Linked DNA regions of Danio rerio: regions 1 and 3 are each linked to region 2. A link is a contact called in public Hi-C and HiCAR-type data. All regions are on one chromosome and are shown on one strand. The core of a region is the stretch at or near the end of the contact, and the rest is flanking DNA. Distances in the headings are between cores, read along the strand shown. Region 1 has its middle 100 kb from the start of rps24. Region 2 has its middle 19 kb from the start of zmiz1a. Region 3 has its middle 12 kb from the start of rps24.

Region 1 (3,204 bases), core at 548-3,047, 160 kb after region 2:
AAATGATTGTAATTGGTCATGAAGGTCATCAGCTCACCAAACTCACCACTGTTTACCAAGTGTAACCACAAAAAAAGGGACACTAATGTTTTAAAGCCGCGACGATCAGCAGGTCTGTTTATGAGCGATCCACTGATGAATTGACTGATCTTCACTGTCCCCAATTAGTAAACAGCGGTGAGTCTGGTGAACTGATGACCTTTATGACCAATCCCAGACATTTCTGTTGAGCATGTGAACCCAATGACAAATCAGCAGTGTTTAAAAACGCGCTCAACAGTGCTCAAATGTTAGCCAAAAAAAAATAAAAAATTGTTTTTTAAATTGAGTAGCCACTGGTACCGAATTCCAGTATCATGAAACACTAATATTTACTAATTTATACCACATGTTAAGGGCCAAATTTTTTCGTACAATTTAAAGTATTTACTCAGAAAATGTACTTATTCATATGTGATCATAATTCTCAATTTATCAAAAGCTTGGACCAAATGTTTAATTAAAACCATTTGAAGCAAAGGTTTGATTAAAAAAATGTAGAAATGGGTACAAAAATATTAACAAAATAAAAAAAAAACTTTGATTTATTTTAATAATGATTACAGGTCCAACACAAAAAATAAAACAACAACCACTGTTAAGGCTGATTTATACTTCTGTGTAGTGCAACTATGTGTAGTGCAAGCTCTGTGAAAGGTCAGCTTGGTGATTGTAACAAACATGGCCGGTGCTGAGAGCCGCAAGCCTGATGGAGCGTTTGTTTACAAGTGTCGCGTCACATGAAGGATCTCCAGATGGAGACTTTTGTTTTGTGTTTACCTTATAATAGCAAGTTTGAGTTTGCGAAGAAACTTGACACAGAGGAACATAAAAACCAACTGCCAGCTTGCGTTTCGGAATAATAGCGCGCAGAAGTATAAATGCATGACTACGCGCAAGACAAGCGCCATGCGTCACACTGATCACTCAACGCAGAAGTATAAATCAGCCTTTAGAGCAGCAAAAAAGAGGGTAACACTATTTTGCTTTTCATAAATGCTTCTGAATTTCACATTTCGATATGTAATTTTTCTATATTATTCATATTCTTTGTTTATATTTCTTTATTTACTGATTTTTATACAGTTATACTATAAAACTTGAATAGATTTTATTTTATTTGAGGCTGAACTTGTTTCAGTACAGTAAATAATATTACTCTTGAATGTCTGATAATAAAAATGTCAGATTATAAAAATACTCGAGTTCATTATGCGTTTGTTCATGTTTTATTAATGGACAAGTCTGAAGCACACTGTAAATTTATCCTGTCAATTTATACACAGCTAGTAGTATTAAGCATTACAGTAAACAATGTATTTTGTGCCAATAGAGCATAATATGAAACGATAGACTTTTTATTTTGTTTTTGCTTCTTTATTTAGGACTTTTTGTTTGATACAGCAAAGCCCTGCACTACACCGCTCCTGCCATTTTACAATATTTGCACTCTGGGGTTTCTAATATGGCTCTTTATCTGAACAGCCCAGGTAGAGAAATTAAAAGACATGAGCTCATAAGCGTGTGAAGCAGTCTGGTTGGAGAACCGCAGGGGTGAACGAGAGGGGAGGGCATATAGTGGCCACCAAGAGCGTGGCTTATGAAACAGTCATTAAGAGCCAGGGCACACAGCACTTACCTGGGAAGTGGTGCTTGCCATTGCATGCCAATTTGAGCCTGGACATACACGCACAGACAAACACACTTACACGGCTCTGGATTTATCATGCTCTATCTGGCGCCGAGTCTGCACTAGCACTCCATGAACGTCTCTCTGTTGCCTACAGCTGTCACCTCATGAGCTCTGCACGGAGGCTGTGATGCATGAAGTGTATTTGTGGAGCAAGAGGTGTGTTCTCAGATGGAATACATTTTCATTGTGAGATCTGCCTCCAACGGTTAATAAGTGCTAAAGAAAGCTCTGGGCCGTGCGGTTTTTCGGATTTTGACACCAAAGAATACGGATAATAACAGGTTTTAAGCAAAAACATGGAAAATCAGGATGATATGTATGTGACAGGACTAAATGATTATGGAAAATTGCTCAGTGTAAAGAAAATGAGCCATTTTAACAGCATACTATGCAAGATTAATAAGATATTACACCATACCAGTGTTTCCTGCAAATCCAGAGTTAAAAAAATCATCTTACAAGTTATGAAGCTGCAATATGAATGCAATCACAGAAAGATGTTGGCTTTCAAAAAGTTAAATGAAGTCAATGCATCTTTCTTTTTCTGTTACAGACACAGCAACAACATTCTCAAAGCAATATAAAAACCACCCAAACTTTGAATCGGGCTGAAGAACACAATCTGCATCAAATTCTTCTCCTAAAAGCTATTTAAATGTATGAACAAAAATATAGAAATCTGCTAAACTGAAGCAATACACTGTCAAAAAAAACTACGTTTGCTGTTTGTTCAAGCTACTTATTTAAAATGAATGGAAATAATACAATTCTTAAAGATTCAGAATGCAAGTTTGACAGAGTGGTTGAACTAGGTATTGGACTCCTGGATCAAAACAAATGCAAGCGCAAGTTGCCAGATTAAGTATCAGAGCGATTTAAATCATGTTCTAAATAAAAGCAACGGTACGGAACCCCGGAAGGGACGTAGTGGAGGAGAAAAAAAATGGGTGGGTGAAAAAAAAATAATGGGTGAAAGAAAAAAAATGGGTGGGAGGAAAATATATATTTCTAAGTTTTTTGCGTTCTCTCGCAAAGTTTTGCGTTATCTCGCAAAGATGTTTTGCACTCCCTCGCAAAGATGTTTTGCGTTATCTCGCAAAGATGTTTTGCGTTCTCTCGCAAAACTGTTTCTCCACAAACACTTCCTGTTCACTGCACTCACGTAAACCCTCCCGTTTTTGCCGAAATTCTCCCGTATTTTACCATTCTATCCCACTTTCTTTACATTACTGTGCGTATGCTACCTATGAACCAGTGAATGCATGTATAAGCGCTGACTGACAGACGCGCTTCGTACAATAAACTGATCCCAGATCAGCGTCTGTACACGCCATTTACAGAGGAGCGGGTGTATGTTTAAACAGACAAATACACTGAATAATATGAAGTTTCTAAAATAATGGACTGCTTTCATTATAGATCTGTGCATTCTTACAGAGACACCTCTGTTATCAAACTAAACAAAACATGAG
Region 2 (3,206 bases), core at 707-3,206:
TCCAGGTGCACTTCTGGACATTACGCAGCACCAGCCAACCAGATTGAAACTGCCGATTTCACAGTATGCCTCGTGGGTCAGTGAATGACTGTAGGCGTTCTGTGGGTGTATCGTATGAGCCTAGCAGAACCTGCTTGGGTTCAGCATGGCTGATCAGAGAGCGGTCGTGCTATAGGTCAGAGCGCCTGCACAGAGAAGACAGAGGGACGAATCTCTGCACCTGTTGAACACCACAGCTGAACAGCAGAGAGGAGAGAGTCAACTGAAAGTGCGTTTGACACCATATTCTGCCTTCTGCTCACATCTACTGTCACAATCTTTCACCTGTAGTACCACCAAAAACATTCACATACTTGTACTATTGTTTCAAAAATGAAGCCTTTCTAATGTTTTTAAAGTCTTTTTTGGAATTTGAGCTACAATAGAAAGAGTCAGAATTTTGATTTTTTTGAATATATACAGTTGAAGTCAGAGTTATTAGCCCCCCTGAATTATTATCCCCTTGTTTATTTTTCCCCAATTTCTGTTAAACGGAGAGAAGATTTCTTCAACACATTTCTAAACATAATAGTTTTAATAACTCATTTCTAATAACTGATTTATTTTATCTTTACCATGGTGACAGTAAATAATATTTGACTAGATATTTTTCAAGACACTTCTATACAACTTTAAGTGACATCTAAAGGCTTAACTAGGTTAATTAGATTAACTAGGCAGGTTAGGATAATTAAGCAAGTTATTGTATAATAATGGTTTGTTTTGTAGACTTTCGCAAAAATATATAGTTTAAACGGGCAAATAAATTTGACCTTAAAATTTTTTGAAAAAAATTTAAACTGCTTTTATTCTAGCCAAACTAAAACAAATAAGACTTTCTCCAGAAGAAAAAAATGTTATCAGACATACTGTGTAAATTTCCTTGCTCTGTTAAACATCATTTAGGAAATATAAAACAAAAAAAAGAAAGAAAAAAAAAAGTGGGGATTAATAATTTTGACTTCAACTGAAGGTAACTTTTCAGCAGCTATTATTTCAGTCTTGATGCCCAGTGTTGTATGATCTTAAATCATTTATCTGAATAAATGTTACCTTTAGATAAACATTTATCTAAAGAATTGTTTATCTAAATAAATGTTATGGCGGAATGAACCGCCCACTTATCCAGCAAGTTTTTACGCAGCGGATGCCCTTCCAGCCGCAACCCATCTCTGGGAAACATCCACACACATTCACACACACACTACGGACAATTTAGCCTACCCAATTCACCTGTACCGCATGTCTTTGGACAGTGGGGGAAATCGGAGCACCCGGAGAAAACCCATGTGAACGCAGGGAGATACACACAAAAGTGTTCTTTCAACTTATCTCTTATATACAGCACTTGGGGATTTTTGGAAAAAGAATGACAGTTTCACAGCTGGACTAATGATTTCGCTGAACTGTTACATATATAAGTACCACTTGAAAACATTAAGCTTTTGTTCCATTTATCTGAGAATGTAATATTTCATTTAAAAACATAATCCATGAGCATATCATCGTTTACCAAGCCACAGCGTATAAGCACACACACACTCAAACTTGCCCTTAACTATTTTACCAGACAACATATAACTTTACCTATAGCTGAATCTCAAAAACAAAGTTAAAAATGACAGACAACCAAGCACATGACCATATACTGTTCTCCCTCTCAATTCATTTTCCTCATTTGTGTGTGAGTGTAGAAGCGGTGAGCTGGACAGTGGCCCCTGCAGACCAGCACAAGGCAGTGTTTGTTATGTGAGTCCACAACGGCAGCGTAAAGGCTCTCCACTGCTCTCTATTGTCCTGACCTAAAATGTGCCGTAATCTCCAGAGCAGAGTGTCTCAGGCACCATATGTGTATGTGCTGGCCTCCTCCTGCCCCCATCTCTCCTTCTTTCTTTTCCCTCTCCTTCTCCCCCATTCTCTCCTGCCACTCAATCCGCCCCTCCTTTATCTCTCTCTCTCTCTCTCCGGAAGCGAGGCTCGCACTCCTTTAACAGGCTGGGGAATGGATTCATTTCATCTAATGTGGTTTGGTCTGAAGCAGAGCCACTCACCCTGAGCAAGAGGCTCCCCACTGCAGTCATGTGTTTTCATACAAGCCAATCAACACTCTTCAGTCTCCCCCCTCCTCTCTCTCTCTCTATTTATTTCTTTCAGTCGTTTTACCTTCCTCTTACTCTCAGGCTGACTCCCCCTCTTTTCCGCTTTCACCCTCCTCCCTCCTTTTCTTCTTTACATCTGCCTGAGGCTTTCTGTTTCATTCTGGTCACAAGGCAGTGAGACTCCAGTCTGCTTTTCTGTCCCTTCACCTCTCTCTCTCTTCTCTCTGCTCACCTCGCTTTAATTTCTTCTTTCTGTTCCCCTTTCTCTACCTGTTTCTCTTTCTCATTATTTGTTGGGATCTTGCTGCTGGAACAGAAGGTTGTTGTGGCCCATCTGTGAGCTGATGGAGAGAGGAGGGCATAAGGACAAACAGACAGAAAGGCAGATTTCAGGCACAAACTGCACCCCATTCACAATTTTAATTAGTGGCCGACCATTACGGTCTTCCAGTATTATGCTTGGCATGTGATGTTACTACTTTTTCAAATAGTGTTTTTATCACATTTACAAAAATATTTCGATATTATTTTTTAAATATCCATGTTATATAATATAAATTTTCCACCAAAAGCATTCACAAACTTGTTTGAGTGTTTAGAAATCTTCAAAATCAGTCTTTTCATTTCAAATTTGATCTTGATTTATTCAAATATACATGTAATGTTTCAGCAGCTATTACATCAGTCTTGATCTGTGTTGTATGATCTTTGAGAAATCATTCTAATATGTAATATTTGGTGTTCAGGTATCATTTATCGAAATAAATGTTACTTAAAGTAAATTTTATGAAAGGTTTAGAATTTTTTAAATATTTCCCAAGTGAGGATGTTCAATAGATTAAGGAAATATATAAATTATATATTTCTTTCCTTGTGGAGAAATCCTGGAATAAAAGCAGCCTTGAAAGGTTAATATCATTAGCAGGGGAAGATTTAGTGATTTGCGTGCCCTACACTGTAAAATATTCCCAGAATGTCACAATATGTTACTGTAATTTTGCATAGTAAATCACATTATTATCACTTTACAAGACTTAACTCTTTTTTTTTTTCTTTCTTACAGCAAAT
Region 3 (3,381 bases), core at 57-2,556, 250 kb after region 2:
TTTATCAACTTTTAATACTTTAAGACCCCGTGGACACCCTGTAATGTAAAATTAACAATCAAAAGTTATGACTTTTACATTGTTGCAAAAATATTTCATTCAAAGCTATGGTGTTGTTTTTTGTAGTTCACTTAATTTTAAGAAGACAGACTAAAGGCATTAAAATAAAATTTCTATCATCATTTACTTACCCTCCACTTATTCCATTTTTTGAGTTGGTTTTATCTGCTGAACACTAAAGAACATATTAAATGCTATTCAAAACCATAAACCACTAAGTTTAGTGGTATTTTTCAAAATTCTGGAAGTGTACTTACTTCATTCTTTAAAATATCTCCATTTTAGGTCAACAAAGTGAAACCACGTCACTCTCCAGGCTTCTGTTTTGGATTAACTATGCTTTAAAGTTTACCATGAGGCCTAACTACCTTTCACTGTGCACCTCAAGATGACTGATCATATATTAAGAAAATACCCAACAGATATCCTACCTGTAGTTATGTATCTGAAAAAGCAAGCGAAAGATCACAAGCCGACGAACAGTAAATGTTTCTGTAACTGAAAATACAGTACAAGAAAGTCAAGGAGACCTCATGTTTTGTTCTTCATACCGCACAGAGACAGACATCAAGGACGCCTCAACTCAATCGACCTACTTAAGAGTTGGTCAAAGTAAAGTATGTCATAAGCTCAGTTTTACTTCAGAGAGAGAGAAAGAGAGGGAGAGCGAGAAAGGGAAAAAACAAGCTTGTTAAATTCAGGCAATAAAAAAAATCAGACATCACACTTGTACTATAATGGTGTTGTTCAATGAAGTTCTCCTGAGGTTGAGCAATACCTGTACCTCTTTATACCTTAAAGAGAGCAATCTGCATGCATCCTTTGTCAGCAAAGACCCATGTTTCTATGCAAATCTCTTTAAAAGGTCGTGGTCAATGTGATGACGGTGCTAAAAAGAAACATTTTGCTGACCACTTGCTTTTAAGCAGGTTAAACAGCAGCCAGTGAAGGAGAATTTCTGCACTTTCCAACGAAACCACGACAAACTCAACGCTCGAGCGCGTGAAGATCAACAACGCGCGCAAGGAAAAACACGCCGCACACACAAAGAAACATGGAAGAACATGAGATGGAGAAATAATTCAACGCGATATTAATTATATATCGTTCACAGACGTGACATTCATTTAGAAAAAGCAAACTGGCAGACGCCAGGTTCGCGGACGAGGAGAAGCGGGAGTGTTTTGACATATTAAATGACTGCAGACAGTGGTGCGCGGCCGCTCTGCATTCAGCCCACGTTTCCGGAAGATTCTAAGCGCGCTCCTGTGGCTCTGCCTGACCCACCGCCAGCCCTCCTCAGATCACATTCAAAGTGATTGTGCTGCTCAATATTTCATTGACATCAGCCTCAAAGATTGTTGCTACAGTGACACCAGAGATAATTATTTTTACCACAGTCTTTTTTTGAGATGTTTTACCCCCTCCTCTGCCTGGCTCCAGCCATTCCTGTGGAGAATTGTTCTGCATAAATCAGCTGGTGGAATATTGAATCAGCCTCACCACAGGGAATGTGTTTTTGTGTGTGGTATGTGTGACTGATTATTGCAAAGAGTCAAGGCGCTAAAACAAGGCAAACGGCGCCGCTTAGTGGCAGATCTGAGGCATTTATAGAGACAGAGATTGTTGATGCAATAAAGAACGTACAAAGATACAATTTTAGCAGAGACAAAAAGGTTTAAATAAATAAAATGCCAGCAAATTAAACAAGTTTAAATGATTTAAACCAAGAAAGAATTTAGATACAATATAAATATTAGAGTCTTAAGTCTTTTTTATTAATCTGGGGTTGCCACAACGAAATTAACCGCCAATTTATCCAGCATATGTTTTATGCAGCGGATGCCTTTACAGCTGCAACCCAGCACTGGGAAACATCCATAACCACTCATTCACACAAATACACTACACACAATTTAGCTTACCCAATTCACCTATAGCACATGTCTTTTGAACCGGAGCACTGAACGGAAAAAAGTAAGGGTGTTCCTGTGAAAATTTACATTTATGCATGTAAAATGTATCCAGAAAAAGCAATAAATTAATATTAAATTCACAATGAGAAGGGTTTAAGTTCAGAGAGTAACCAAACGATACAATTTTTGGGGATATACAAAAGTTTGGAAATAAAAATTATTTAATTAAATTGGAAAAATCAACCCAAAACACTTTACATTATGTACACTTCCAAAAACTTTATTTAGTGTTTCGTCATATTGAGTACAAAATGAGTATTCAGGGAAAATATCGTTATTAAATTTAGCTAGTTTGGTATCTATTGGGTAGCAATTAGGAATTATTTTGATTGAGACTTCGACAGCTTTAGAAGATAAAGACAATGTTTTTCCAAAGAAGCCAAAACTGTTCCCAATGTCATTAAATATATGATTCCACACCCCTATGCAAGCAGGTAAAGAGATCTGAGAACTTTTAATAACGAAGCAAATATCTTTGTTTGACATACAACTAAGAAGAGTTTTGGTGTTGTCAAAAATCAAACATTCTAAAGAACCTTTATGGCCAGATTTGACTAAAGGTATAACACTCAACCAGGGATTGCACCAAAAACAATGACATATTCCTTAGGGGAACTGGAAAAGTAAACTGATGCATAAATTCTTCACTTGAGACAGCACAGTCATCTCAGAGCTGACTAACTAAAAGCATTTTTTTTAAATTAGTGATTAAATTAGTATTTTTATTAAATGTTAAATTTTTATTTAAAATAGTATTAGTATATTTTAAATTAGTGAAATAAAACTGTATATGTGAAAGGGTATCAATTTATTGAGAGTGTAGGCCAAGGCTGCCCAAACTTTTTTGTATGAAGGGCCAAAAATCAAATATCATTGAGAGCCTTGGGTTGATAAATATACAGTTGCTATGGGCAGTTTCCTCATTTATTTCATAATATATATATATTTACATATATATATATATATATATATATATATATATATATATATATATATATATATATATATATATATATATATATATATATATATATATATAGAAAACCTCACTTTGAATCGTATTAACTAATGCAGTGTAACTTTTTAACTGTAACTTACTGCACTAAAAGCATAAACAATCATTTTTAACACAAGGGAGTTCAATGCTGAATACACCAGTCAAGCAGATCCTTGATTTGCCCACCAAAGTCTCTGCATTGTCCCCTATCCGTCAAGTCACAGTATGTACATTTTAAACTGAACTACAGCATTTAAATTGAAACAATTTATTTCAATATATATATATATATATATATATATATATATATATATATATATATATATATATATATATATATATATATAT

The links. Hi-C and Micro-C count contacts between places; a contact is called where the count stands out from the background. HiCAR-type assays count read pairs that join an accessible place to other places.
Region 1: a Hi-C map of an unstated tissue shows a contact between it and region 2, with 2.1 times the contacts expected there. The contact joins two enhancer-like sites. A contact is called at or near these places in 2 of 18 Hi-C or Micro-C datasets (hematopoietic stem cells and an unstated tissue) and 2 of 4 datasets of contacts at active chromatin or transcription factors (caudal fin and embryo).
Region 3: a contact with region 2 is called in a HiCAR-type map of caudal fin, with 8 times the contacts expected there. The contact joins two enhancer-like sites. A contact is called at or near these places in 3 of 18 Hi-C or Micro-C datasets (caudal fin, hematopoietic stem cells and an unstated tissue) and 1 of 4 datasets of contacts at active chromatin or transcription factors (caudal fin).

What each region holds. Positions count from the first base shown.
Region 1 is chr13:33,724,359-33,727,562 of GRCz12tu, reverse strand. It overlaps a transcript of zmiz1a not described here. Among named protein-coding and RNA genes, the nearest start is that of rps24, 100 kb to the right of the region's middle. Within about 2 kb of position 1,797, at least 10 of the 62 cell types and tissues checked have an H3K27ac peak or open chromatin away from gene starts, as enhancers often do.
Region 2 is chr13:33,880,516-33,883,721 of GRCz12tu, reverse strand. It overlaps a transcript of zmiz1a not described here. Among named protein-coding and RNA genes, the nearest start is that of zmiz1a, 19 kb to the left of the region's middle. Within about 2 kb of position 1,956, at least 48 of the 62 cell types and tissues checked have an H3K27ac peak or open chromatin away from gene starts, as enhancers often do. A contact at or near this core is called in caudal fin, where this site is marked.
Region 3 is chr13:33,631,961-33,635,341 of GRCz12tu, reverse strand. No RefSeq gene overlaps it. Among named protein-coding and RNA genes, the nearest start is that of rps24, 12 kb to the right of the region's middle. Within about 2 kb of position 1,306, at least 39 of the 62 cell types and tissues checked have an H3K27ac peak or open chromatin away from gene starts, as enhancers often do. A contact at or near this core is called in caudal fin, where this site is marked.